3 separate regions of the Zea mays genome follow, and all the other regions are linked to region 1. Evidence: chromatin contacts called from public Hi-C data. All regions are on one chromosome and are shown on one strand. The core of a region is the stretch at or near the end of the contact, and the rest is flanking DNA. Distances in the headings are between cores, read along the strand shown.

Evidence for each region. A called contact is a pair of places that touch in the nucleus more often than the background predicts.
Region 2: a Hi-C map of ear shows a contact between it and region 1, with 2.3 times the contacts expected there. The contact joins the promoter of LOC100501945 here to the promoter of LOC100502278 in region 1. A contact is called at or near these places in 2 of 25 Hi-C or Micro-C datasets (ear and tassel).
Region 3: a contact with region 1 is called in a Hi-C map of ear, with 3 times the contacts expected there. The contact joins the promoter of LOC103631171 here to the promoter of LOC100502278 in region 1. A contact is called at or near these places in 2 of 25 Hi-C or Micro-C datasets (ear and tassel).

What each region holds. Positions count from the first base shown.
Region 1 is chr6:90,695,924-90,700,187 of Zm-B73-REFERENCE-NAM-5.0, reverse strand. It overlaps LOC100502278 (Ribonucleoside-diphosphate reductase), which reads left to right and starts at 1,347. Exons shown (of 17, transcript NM_001363257.1): 1 at 1,347-1,677; 2 at 1,784-1,845; 3 at 1,954-2,041; 4 at 2,241-2,504; 5 at 2,582-2,822; 6 at 2,896-2,972; 7 at 3,412-3,582; 8 at 3,668-3,760; 9 at 3,863-4,012; 10 at 4,090-4,176; 11 at 4,257-4,264. The coding sequence starts at 1,450.
Region 2 is chr6:90,253,061-90,257,271 of Zm-B73-REFERENCE-NAM-5.0, reverse strand. It overlaps LOC100501945 (AP-1 complex subunit gamma-2), which reads right to left and starts at 1,284. Exons shown (of 19, transcript XM_008650630.3): 1 at 966-1,284; 2 at 569-871; 3 at 331-472. The coding sequence starts at 1,009.
Region 3 is chr6:91,168,278-91,172,972 of Zm-B73-REFERENCE-NAM-5.0, reverse strand. LOC103631171 (zinc finger protein ZAT5) reads left to right here and starts at 1,652. Exons shown (of 1, transcript XM_020539801.2): 1 at 1,652-2,653. The coding sequence starts at 1,688. The coding sequence ends at 2,428.

The DNA of each region.
Region 1 (4,264 bases), core at 98-2,597:
ACCCAAACAAAGCCTTAATCCACTGCAACACGGATACTAGTTGGATAAACGACACCACCACACGATGGATTTAAAGGGAATGAAGGCCAGGACACCCGGAATCGAGCGGATCCATGGTGAACTAGATGGAGCTATAGGTGTACATTTGGGCCGGGCCTGATGGGCCGGCCCGAAGCACGAAAAAAAAGCACGGCTCAGGCACGACACGAAATATTTTAGTGCCGTCCGGCACGGCCCGATATATCGGGCTGGGTTTGGGCCGAGGTCACGGCCCATGGGCGGGCACGAGCACGACCCGTTTAAGGCAGACACGAAATGGCCCATATAGAGGCACGAAAAGACCCATATATTTATTAAAATCACACTTCATTCCACACTTTCATTTACTTGATAAAGAACACAAAGCTATAGATAATGTTAGTTAAATATTTTTTGTAGCTTTGAATTAGAGTATGTGATGTAATTTTATTTTTTGTTATGAACATTAGATAATAAACTGAACTTACGAACTTTATTTAGAGCTGATTATACTCTTTTTCTTTCTAACAAAATGATTTGTAAACGAGGTAGTTATTGCATAGCTCTAGTAACTTAATACAAATATTAAGTTTGCTTTTGGTCAAATTTATTTGTCTTATCTTTTATTTGTTTTATTAAATTTGTTTTGAATTTCGGGCCCTGATGTGAATTTCGGGCCAAAAACTGAATTTCGGACCCTAATGTGAATTTCAGGCTTTTATAATTTCGGGCCGCCCGAAATAAGCCCGACACGTTTAAGCAATTACGGGCCGGGCCATAGGCCGAGGGCTAGGCCCATGGGCCGGCCCTGCACGGCCTGAAATTCAAACGAGTCGGACCGGCTTGAAATTCAAACAATACGGGCCTTTTCAGACTTGATTCGGACCGGGCCGGGCCGGGCGGCCCGAATATACACCTATAGATGGAGCAGCCACTCAAATAGAGGTGAAAAGAGTCAGATGCGCAAGAAGCGGTCAGCACACCGCCGTCCGAGCTCGCCTCCCCTTGCGAGGCCCTCTGAGCCTCCCGGCTCGTGGCAGATCGTGGGAGGCTGGGCTGTTTGCCTTTGGGCCTTATTGCCAAGCACGGTCAGCACCCTTTTATTTTTTTATGTCTATTTCTGCTGCCGTTTTTAGTTGGAAAATAAAGGAAAAATCCTCCAAATAGACAACAATCCAAACCCATACATTTTCTTCTCCAGCGCGCATAAAAAAAAACCTCCACCTCCAGCTCCGCTTCATTACTTACTCTTTGCCTCTTTCCGCGCCGCGAAGGCGTTTAAATCCGCCCCCAAACCCTACTGCCCCCCTCCCATCCCTGCCCCTCCCCCCGCCCCACCTCAATACAATCCTCTGCTCGCGTTCTCTCGTCCCGGCGGCGGCGTAGGCGCGCGCACCAGGTGTTCGACGGGAGTTTTCGCCACCGCGGAAGATGTACGTGGTCAAGCGGGACGGCCGCCAGGAGACAGTGCACTTCGACAAGATCACGGCGCGCCTCAAGAAGCTCAGCTACGGCCTTAGCCAGGACCACTGCGACCCGGTGCTCGTCGCGCAGAAGGTCTGCGCGGGGGTCTACAAGGGCGTCACCACCAGCCAGCTCGACGAGCTCGCCGCCGAGACCGCGGCGGCCATGACTGCGTCCCACCCCGACTACGCCTCGGTGAGGAACCCACCGTGAAATCCCCCCTTGGTTTCAACTCTCATGTCTGTCTTTGTTGTCCTGACGTGGGGTTGGTTTCCTCTCTTCTCTATCGTGATTCGTGAAGTTGGCGGCGAGGATTGCTGTGTCTAACCTGCACAAGAACACAAAGAAGTCCTTCTCGGAGACGTAAGTGGCAGCTCAATTTGGTTTAATTTCATTCATTCATATTGTCAGGGTGAAGGCTGGATTAGTTGGATTGGGTTGTGAGTTGGAATGTGGCCGTTGTGGATGCAGGATTAAGGACATGTACAGGCACTTTAACGAGAGGTCTGGGCTGATGGCCCCTCTGGTCGCTGAAGATGTTTATGAAATCATCATGAATGTGAGATTCTAGTTGCTCCTGGCACATTTCTGACAGAGCATCTGTGTAGATAATGCCGATGTGTTTCTGGCAGTTGAATTTACTGTTGCATTCCTTTTTTTATTAAGGTTGTTTATCTCATACAGTAAATCTGTTGTGCCCTTCACTCACCTTGATGTAAATTGGCCCTCATATCGCTCCAAATGCTGTTACATTTCAGAATGCTGCTCGCTTGGACAGTGAAATAATTTATGATAGGGATTTCGACTATGACTACTTTGGCTTCAAAACTCTGGAGAGGTCTTACCTCTTGAAGCTTGGTGGGAAGGTCGTTGAAAGGCCTCAGCACATGCTGATGAGGGTTTCAGTGGGAATACACAAGGAAGACATTGAGTCTGCCATTAGGACGTACCATCTGATGTCCCAGCGCTGGTTTACACATGCATCACCAACACTTTTCAACGCTGGCACACCGAGGCCCCAAGTACTGTCTTGCTTCCTGCCAGACGATGTCATTGTGGGTTGAAATTGTTTACTTACTGTTTCTTTTCTGTGATGCAGTTAAGCAGCTGTTTTCTTATATGCATGAAAGATGACAGCATTGAGGGAATCTATGAAACCCTGAAGGAGTGTGCTGTAATAAGCAAATCAGCTGGAGGAATTGGTGTCTCAGTTCATAATATTCGTGCTACTGGGAGTTACATACGAGGAACAAATGGAACATCAAATGGAATTGTGCCTATGTTACGAGTCTTTAATGATACTGCTCGTTATGTTGATCAGGGTGGTGGGAAAAGAAAGGGTATGCTTTTTTTCATTATTTCCACTTTTAGTAACATCGTCTTCAGAAATTCTTATGAGCTTCTAAAACTTAGGTGCATTTGCTGTATACTTGGAGCCTTGGCATGCTGATATTTTCGAGTTCCTTGATCTAAGAAAGAACCATGGGAAGGTAAAATCTCGACCATTAGTATTTAATTATTTCCATGTATGAAAAACAGAGTATCTTTGTCTTTTGAACTCCAACAATAATTTGGCTTTATATATGCTTACTGCTATCCTGATTCCTGCATAAAATTGATCCTTGTGCAGAGTGTCTTCCTTATATATGTATGTTCAAGTCTTAGCTTTTTATTCAAGCTAATGTCTTATAGAGACAGTTACTCGTCATAGTTTTTTTATTCAAGCTAATGTCTTAAAGATAGTTACTCTAGTTTTTTCTGCATGATATCTAAACTTCTTGATAGCTTAGCCTGCATGCTGCTATCATAGAATAAGTATATCATCATTTGCCTGCCATCTGTGTCTAACACAGCATCGTCTGCTCAACTTATGAGTGGTTAGCATCGAAAATTCTCAAAGACCTGCTATTCTGAACAATATTTTAACAGGAGGAAAATCGTGCAAGGGATCTTTTCTATGCGCTATGGGTTCCTGATCTATTCATGCAAAGAGTCCAGAGTAATGGAGAATGGTCATTGTTTTGCCCTAATGAAGCTCCAGGGTTGGCTGATTGCTGGGGTGAGGAGTTTGATAATTTGTACAAGAAATATGAGAGCCAAGTAAGCTGAAAAGTGAACACTGTATTTGTATGTACGCTTTATTGAAATGGGAATGTGCTTTACTAACCTTGCTTTCTGGATTCAGGGCAAGGCAAAGAAAGTTGTTCCTGCACAGACCCTCTGGTTTGACATTTTGAAGGCACAAATAGAGACTGGTACACCTTATATGCTTTACAAGGTACATTTAGTGGCTATCAAATAGGAGTACCTCCTATTTTTGTCTCTTTTGCCAAAAGTTTCCAGTTAAGGATTTCTTGTAATGGCTATTAACTGTATGCAGGATACTTGCAATAGGAAAAGTAACCAGCAGAATCTGGGCACAATTAAATCGTCAAACTTGTGCACTGAGATAATTGAGTTTACAAGCCCTACTGAAACTGCTGTCTGCAACCTAGCATCTATTGCTTTACCTCGTTTTGTTCGGGAAAAGGTATATCTTGTCAGTCCTAAAGCTCAAGTCAATCATGAAGGTTTTATTCTGATGCACCATATAAACTTGCTTTACAGGGTGTTCCATTAGAGTCCCATCCATCTAAGCTTGTGGGTAGCAGTGATTCGAAAAATAGATATTTTGATTTTGAGAAGCTGGCTGAGGTTTGTTCAGATCCTTTGTCTTAGATCTGCTATTCTGACCTATGTTGATGAATGTTCTGATACATTATCGATTTTGGCAGGTTACCTC
Region 2 (4,211 bases), core at 35-2,534, 440 kb after region 1:
GAAGGATAAGCACTGGTGATTGGACAAGAACGAAAGAGCCCAACTTAGAAATGTTCAGGGCACAAGTGAGGACATGATGATAAGGGTTCTTCAATGGCAAATCTATTGGAGCTAATACCTAAATGTGTATGATTTTCCAGCACAATCACTCATCACTTACCTCTTAAAAATGGATCTAGTGGTGTTATCAGCTAAAATAGCGAAATGGCAAACTGTCGATCTGGTCCGTGAAACATCTTAATAGTTGTGTTTGTAGAATTAGAAGCGGAGCTACTACACTCCAGGAATGGGAATATTATTACAAACGTTCAAACAAATTTCAATGAGTACCTTCTTCTTTGTATTAGGGTCCCTATTTTGCAACAGTCTCTCCACTTCAGGAGCCAGATCGCGTGCCATTTCAGCAGAACATATGTTGCCAAGGGCACAGAGCGCAAGCCCAACAATGAACTGGTTTGAGTGGTTAAGATCTCTGCCCACGTTAAGTAATAACCAATACTCTGGAAATCAGAAATAACGCATAACAGCATCAACAGATACAACTGGTAAGCGCAGACAGGGCGGATACTGCTTGAGAGAGTTGGTGACGAGCATGAGGACCTCCTGCCGCTCGTCGAGCAGAAGCATGAGTCCTAGATAGCCGATGCGCTTCTCGGGGAAGCCCGCCGCAGCAATAAGCTTGAGGCACTCCATCTGCCCGAAGTGTGTGGGGTAACCGAGCATGTGGATGAACATAAGCTTGGCCATGTTCCGATGCCGGTAGTCCTGGTCGCCCTCGCTGATGGCGGCCCGTATCGCCGCGCACTCCCGCCGCACCACGGCACGCTCCTCCGCTGCCGTCTTGCACGCGCGTATCGCACGTATCATGTCCCTGCGAAGAATAGTCACACTCGGCTACGCTATACCACGCGAAGATCCGAGGGGCCTGTGCGAGAAATGACGCGATGTGAGAGAGGACGACTCACCGAAGGCGGGTGCCGGAGGAGAAGGGGTTGATGGCGAGGTCCATCGCGAAGTCCTCGACGATCCTCTCGACGGAATCCAGGGCGGGGCGGCGAGGAATCTCACTGCCGCAGAGGCGGACCAGGAAGACGACGGCGGCCGGGCGAGCGGATCTGGGAGGCGGTCGGAGGCGAAGGCGGTGGTGCTGGTGGGATTTGCGAAGAGGCCCCTACTTTGTGTTTCAGAATTGTTTAATCGGAGTCCAAGCTGGCCATTCGGCATCTGATCTCACATCACATTCTCACAGCATGCTCATTTTTTCAGTACGGTATATTTTTTTCAAGTGCAAAACAATCTCCACCTCCACCTGTAATTTGCTGGGAAACATGCTATCTACCCGTCTTTTTAGCTTTTTAGTTCTTTTTAAGAAAGTTTTTTACAAGTACATTTTTCAGTTTAAATTAAGAAAATAGATCCTTATCTCGACATCATTATTATTGGTGCCGAGGTTACACGTCTTAGCGTCTATATAAATGATGTTGATGTATCGCTCTGAGTAGGGATGGATCCGGATATTTATTCAGATGTCATTTTTTTGTCTTCTTTCTTTGACTGTGAACAACTAACATATAGAATTTGCTATGTAAATTTATATTCTTGTTTTTAGCATTGAGACTATTAATCTTCACAAAAAATAAACATTAAATTCATTCTATATCTTTTTAAATAATTTATATAAAATTCGGATGTCTATCCGAATACGGATTCAGATGTTTTTTCAACAAAAATTAGGGAGAAAATAATGTACATAAAAAATTATACAAAATTTTATTTAAATACTTCGTAATATTCTTAATAACATTGCCAAAAATTAACTTCAAATTCTATGTATATCTATGCTAAAATATTAGATTTATGATACAAGTCGGATGTTTTAGGAACATCTCTAGCTCCGAGCACCGATATGGCGTCTACGTGACAGAGGTCGACGTCGTCACTATTAACGTTGATCCATAACGCCCACAAATGGTCGTCACTATTAACATCGACCCATGACACAAATGCTTAGGATATATATCTTAACCACTCAGCGCCAATAGTGATGACGCCGATGTAAAGGTCTATTTTTTGAATTCAAACAGATAAGGGCATACTTGTGAAAAACGCTCTATAAAAGCCAAAAAGCAAAAAAAAAGACGGTGCTATCTAATTCTTGCTCTGCCACGTCTGCTCTCATACATATGCTTTGCTCTCGTGCGCGACACATATGTTGTGCTTGTATAGACCTCGTAGAAATTCTACAAAGGACTACAATAATGTAACTGAAAGGGAAATGTGATTAACCATTTCCTATAATCGATTTTAGTGTTTGACGTCTATCACAAACCATATGGACTAACTAGTTTGTCTAATGGATATTTTTCTCATGTGCATAAAGTTCACATAAACATACAAATAAACTGACCTTAAAGGAATTCTACATGTATGGATCAAACAAGATTTACTGTAGCCAGTGGCGCACCTGACACTATCTGGTGCCCTGGCTGAAGCACTTCGCGAACTGGCCGCTCTCGAGTTTTCTCAGCGCGCGTCCACTAAAAATCACCGAGCTGTCCGGTGAGACAACGGAGCAACGATCATCTTCGCCAACGGTCGACTGCGCTAACTGCGGCGCAGTCTACAGCTCAGAAGTCAGAAGATAGTCTGCAACGTCAAGCTGCACCGGACTGTACGGTGCAGCAAAAGGACATACGACTTCAACGGTCAACCGCTCCAAATCCCAATGGTCGGCTGACGTGGCACTCGTCGGACAGTGAACAATAGAGTGTCCGGTGCACCACCGGACTGTCCGGTGTGCCCGTCAACAGCAAAGTCAGCCAATGGCTAGAATAGTGGTTGGGCTATAAATACCCCCTCAACCACCTCCATTCAAGCCATCTAAGCATTCCAACTTCCTTATTCAATACTAGAGCAAAAGAATACACTCCCAAGACACAATCAAAGCCTTCAATCCTCTCTAAGTTTCAAAATCAAGTCAAGTGATCAAAAGTGTTTAGTGACTTGGAAGAGGGTGATTTGTGTTTTTTTGTTGCTCTTGTTGCTTGGTTACTTTCTTCTTCTCACTCTAATCTTTCCAAGTGTTTTGTAAAGCTAAGCAAGATACACCTAATTGTGTGGTGATCCTTGTGGGGTCTTAGTGCCCCATGTGATTAAGAAGAAGCACTCGACCGGTCTAAGTGACCGATTGAGAGAGGGAAAGGGTTGAATATAAACCCGACCTTTGTGGCCTCCTCAATAGGGAGTATGTTCTTTGAACCGAACCTCGGGAAATAAATTGTCATGTTCACTTGTATTGATCTTCACCGCTCGATTTGTTTCTCTCCTCTCCTCTCTCTAAAGTTCTCTTGCTCCCATCATTTTGATTGAGCAACTCATAGCAAGAGGAACTATATTCCGCACTCCGAATGCACTATTATTTATTTCTAACCCTAACCCACGGTGAAGTGTGTGTTCAAAGTTTATAATTTTCTGGTTTCGCCTATTCACCCCCTAGACGACTTTCAATTGGTATCAGAGCTCGGTGCTTCATTAGAGTTTAACAACTCGAAGTGATATCGGGAGAACACGCCAAAAGGGAGATGGTGACCAGATAAAAACCCGGATCTTTGGGAAAGAAGAACGAAGAAAGGACTCCATCGAAGTAGCCCAGCTACAAGCAAAAGGAGCACAAGGAGGAATCTGTTGTAGGATCTAGGACACCGGCTAGAGGGGGTGAATAGACGGTTTTGACTAAAATAAAAAACACTAGAGAAATTTAATCAATATGACAAGAGGTATAAATTCTCTAGTGACAACAAGTAAGCAATCTATGAGAAACAACTATGGTAATTGTATACAAGAAAGACAATACACGAAATACTAATTACTTGCACGGTAATAAGTAATGCGAGAAGAGAAAGACACAGGATTTTATCATGTGGTATCGGTGATTTGCCGATCACCCCTAATCCACTATTGGGACCATGCTTCGTCGCCGAAGGTCTTGCAAAAAGAAACAGCTTCAGCTGAAGCTGCTTGAACATGATGCCGAAGATACCGTTCACGAAGCTTCGGAACTACAGCATATCCGAAGACGAAGGATCGAACCGACTTAAAGATAAAATGACCTTTTAGCCTTCAATGGTCTGAGTCATTGTTGTAAACTTTTATGAGGGGCATAATTGTAATTCTTCATGAGCTGTGTCCTGCGCCTATAAATAGTGAACAAT
Region 3 (4,695 bases), core at 403-2,902, 470 kb before region 1:
CTTTCCCTTTTTCTTTTCTGTTTTCTATTTCGTTTTATTTTACTTCAAATCGAATTCAAATCTAAGTTTAGCAATTGAAATGCAACAAACAAATATCCCAACATGAGATGCAAATAATATTTATCTATTTATTAATTATATTATTTAGGTAAAAATGCTCCAAAACATAATACACACATATTTCATTCTAAGAAGGTAATCTTTTGAATGTATATATATTCTAATTAAATGTATACTAAAAAACTTAGTATTCATTAATTATTCATTTTAGGAGTGTTTATATAAGCAAGAGTTACTTTAATTCAAATAGTATTTTTTAAAAGTATTTCTAATTATATATTTTCATAGAGAAAGAAATCTATTAAAAGTCATTTTAACTTAATCTTTTAGGGAAACGCTTATAAAATCCCAAAATAGAATTTGGGTGTTACATTTAGAGTACGCCTTTTGTTGTAATGTGTCGTTTATAGCAGCAAGGAATGTGTTACAGACCAAAAGCCATTACTTTGAATACATAGTGCCCCATGTGGGTCTGAAAGGCCGTTTTGTATTCTTCGCATGGTTTCAGAAGGATTTGGTGATACCCCGACTTGAGGTCCAATTTACTGAACCAATGTGTGTTTGCCAACTTGTCCACGAGTGTTGGTCAAAAACGGGGACCAGATACTTAGTCTTGAGTGTCAAAGCATCGAGGTAACGTTAGTCAACACAAAAGCGCCAGGTGTTATTCTTTTTCTTGACTAAGAGAATCCGGGAAGCAAATGAACTATGGCTCTTCTGGATTACACCCCTGCTGTAGCCTGTCAGCAACTTGGCATTCAATCTCATCGTCTTTAAGTTGAGGAGGGTAGCAATATGGCCGAACTGGGTTGTTTGAAGTCGTCTGCCAGGTGTTATTCTTTGGCATGGTACTTGCAACCATTTCTCTTGACAGTGCAGAACGTCGCCATTAGCCACTCGGACACTAACAAATATAGGCACCCACTTGGGTTGTTTGAAGTCGTCTGCCACCGAATTGATCACCGATGAAAGTATGGGAACTTCCACTGTCCATCAAAATTAGCATTAGTTGGTTCTGAAAAATGCCCTGAGACTTCAAGGTGCAGCCACTGTCCGATCCACCCCAATCCGACTGTGACAAAGACATAAGCACTGGTTCAGAAGTAGTATACTCTGTCTCTGACTCTTGTGCATCGTCCAAGTCTGCATGCATATATAGGATGTGATCCTCGCTCCGCCCTTCTTGAGATTGCATGCAGTGCACATCGCCCTCGTAGTAATTACCATTTACCAACTACGTACATGACTTGCCCCTGCTTGCTGTGTATTAATTACCTATGTTCACTACTCTCTCAGTCTGCCTGCTGTTCTAGTTTACTATATCCTCTATATATTCTTCTGGCCATGCATACAACAATTCCATGAAATGGCAGGGTATATATACATATAGTCAAGATAACCAGTCTTAAATAAAATATTGCTATCAACAACAACACAATATCATCATCTGTGTTAGTTGTTGCTATAAAAAGAGTATATCTGTATGCATGCATGACAGAGCTATTTTTGGTACGTTTATTTTGCAAGCACACATAGTAGACATATATAGATAGATGTTCTTCTTCCCAAAAAGGAGGAGGAGGAGGAGGAGGAGGAGGAGGAGACGACGACCACCTCGCCGCCGCCCATGTCGTCGGTCCCGGACTGCTCCGACGCCATCGTCCCCAACAGCAAGCGACGGCGCCACCGGTCGCCGCCCGCCGCTTCATCCTCCTCCTCGCACAGCAGCAGCACCACACAGAAAGAGGAACTGGAAGACGAGGAGGAGGACATGGCCAAATGCCTCATCCTCCTCGCCCAGGGCCCCGCCGCCATTGAGGCAGCTAGAGTAATGCCGGCACCCCGTAGCAGGCCAAAGAGCACGGGGAGCCGCAGGTTCTTGGCCGCCGCCGAGGCCAGAGGTGGTGTGTGCGTGTCGTACGAGTGCAAGACGTGCAACAGGTGCTTCCCCTCTTTCCAGGCCCTCGGCGGCCACCGCACCAGCCACAACAAGCATCCGCGACGGCCAGCAGAGGAGGTGCTGGCGGCAATGGCCATCACCACCACGCTTAGCCTAGCGGCGACGAGGCCCGCGCACGAGTGCTCGTCATGCGGCTCCGTGTTCACGTCCGGCCAAGCGCTCGGCGGGCACATGAGGCGCCACCGGCCGCTCACCACCACCAGCTCGTCGCCCGCCACGGGGACCGAGGACCAACAAGACAGCAGTAGCAAGCTGCTGCAGGAGAGTAGAATCAACCTGGAGCTGGACCTCAACCTGCTGCCGTCGACGGAGCAGGAGGTGACATCACCACCGCCAAAGCCGCCATGCCATGCACCAGCTGCTGCTTCACCGATCGATCATATCCAAGGCTGCTGCCAGTTCCGCTAGTGTTCCCTGCGGTTTTCATCCGGCCGGGCCGGCCGGCAGGCCTATGTTTGCACTATCTTCTTATTCTTGTTTCGATTACCATGCATGTTGCAACATGTATGCATTGCATGCATGGTCTTGAATCTATATTATTTGTTTATCTGTGATTACGGTAGTGTTGTGTTCGAATGTACGTACGAGCAAAAACTTGCACTGAACAAAATTGCTTCTTGCAGAAGACCATCATGACCTGGAAAACAAACGAATGATGAGTGAAATGAAAAAAAGATCAGATTTCCCATCCTAGGAACGCATATAAAGCATTTTTACCTTTAGTCGCGATTTTTGTTTAGTTTTGCTCTTCAGCAACGAAAGGACAAACACGACTAAGAGTAAAAATATAATGAGTAAATCATCAAAACTACTAAAGACACCACTTCAAAAAATCGAAGAAATAAATTATAATTGGGATTCATGACAGCCCTAGCCTAATGATACCTTATTGTCCAGCCGATACGCAAATCGGTGTCCATCTCCACTCCAATAAATCCACCTTTCCACCCGATCGATTCACACCATGTCGGCCCTAACGACCCTATCCCTTTCGATGGTTCCACCCCGTCACCAATCCCATCCGTCGTCGCTGAAGGAAACAGATGACACCTAAGAGGGGGTAAATTAGAACTTCTAAAACTTTCACTAAACTAGATCACAAATAAAACCCTAGAGTAAAACCTATGCAATTAATCAAAGTAGAATATGCAAACTAGTTTTTGTCTAAGCGTTGCTATCTCTACCGCAATGGCTAAGTTTCAATCTATAACAATATAAGTATAAAGACAAGATTGAAACTTAACTGCTTAATATGAATGTGGAAGCTAAAGAGCAAGGTAGAGATGCAAACTCTCGTGGATGATGCCGGTATTTTTACCGAGGTATCCGGAACCACGCAAGATCCCGACTAATCCTCGTTGGTGCCCCTACGCAAAGGGAAGCCCACGCGAGGGCCAAGCACCTCGGTCGAGTAACTCCGTAGAGAGCCGCGGCCTTCTCCACACGCAAGTGGTGCTCCGCTTCCGGCTCCTCTCGGACGCTCCCCGCCGTCTCCACTATCGAGCTTCCGGCCGAAAACGCCGCGAGCCTCGTTCCCTCCGATACACGGTGGCGGCCGTGACACAAAAGGCGGTTGTCATGGTCTCGCAAGACTCTCGCCCCACTTAGTACAATTACAACGGCTCACGCAAGAGCCGAGGGTTGTGTGGTTTTTCTAAACTCACTCAACTAACTAGGATTCACCTAGAGCAAGTGCTAAAGTGGTCTAACTAACCTAAGCACTTCGCAAAGCACCTACACTAATTACCGAGTGATTTTATTAAGCACTTGGGTGTATGAGCACTTGGAAATGTGTATACTATGCCTTGGTAGGTTGCTTGGGCTCCCACACCTTGAAATGGTCGGTTGGGGTGGTATTTATAGACCCCAACACAAAACTAGCCGTTGGAGAAATGCTGCTGCTCTCTGCGACACACCGGACAATGCACTGTTCACTGTCCGGTGCGCCTAGCTGTTGGTCTGACACCGCACGCAACCGTTGGCACGCATGCTTTTTACACCGGACACTCCGTACTTCACACCGGACACTCCGATGTTCTTCTCTCCACAGTGCCACCTAGAACTAGCCGTTGGGCTGGTGTTCCCTGGTGCACCGGACAGTCCGGCCTGTGGCACCGGACAGTCCCGTGTGCCACCGGACAGTCCCGTGCTCTAGACCAGACAATCCGTAGGCAACACTTCCTTTGTTTCTTGGACTTCACTTGATCTTCAAAATGTCTTCTTTTGAGGTGTTGCTTTTCCTCAAAGCCTTGGTCCAAGTAACTTTAGCATCCTGTGAACTACAAACACAAACACTAGCAAATTCCTTAGTCCACAGGTTATGTTGATCATCAAACACCAAAACTTATTTAGCCAAATGGCCCGAGGTCCATTTTCCTTACAATCTCCCCCTTTTTGGTGATTGATGACAACACAACCAAAGCAAGCAAATATTACAAACATTTAAATGTAAATATGCAATCTACTTGCTAGGATGCATGTTTGACCCCACAATGTGACATTATGGACTTAAGCCCCCCCCTAACTCCATAATTCACTTACTTCCTATTTTAGACCAAAAAGCCAAAACCAATTGAAGAATCAAAATTTTAATTTTGTGGTGTTTGGTGTTTGATACAATTGTCATTACTTTTATCACTAAACTTCTCCCCCTTTGACATTAACCACCGAAAAAG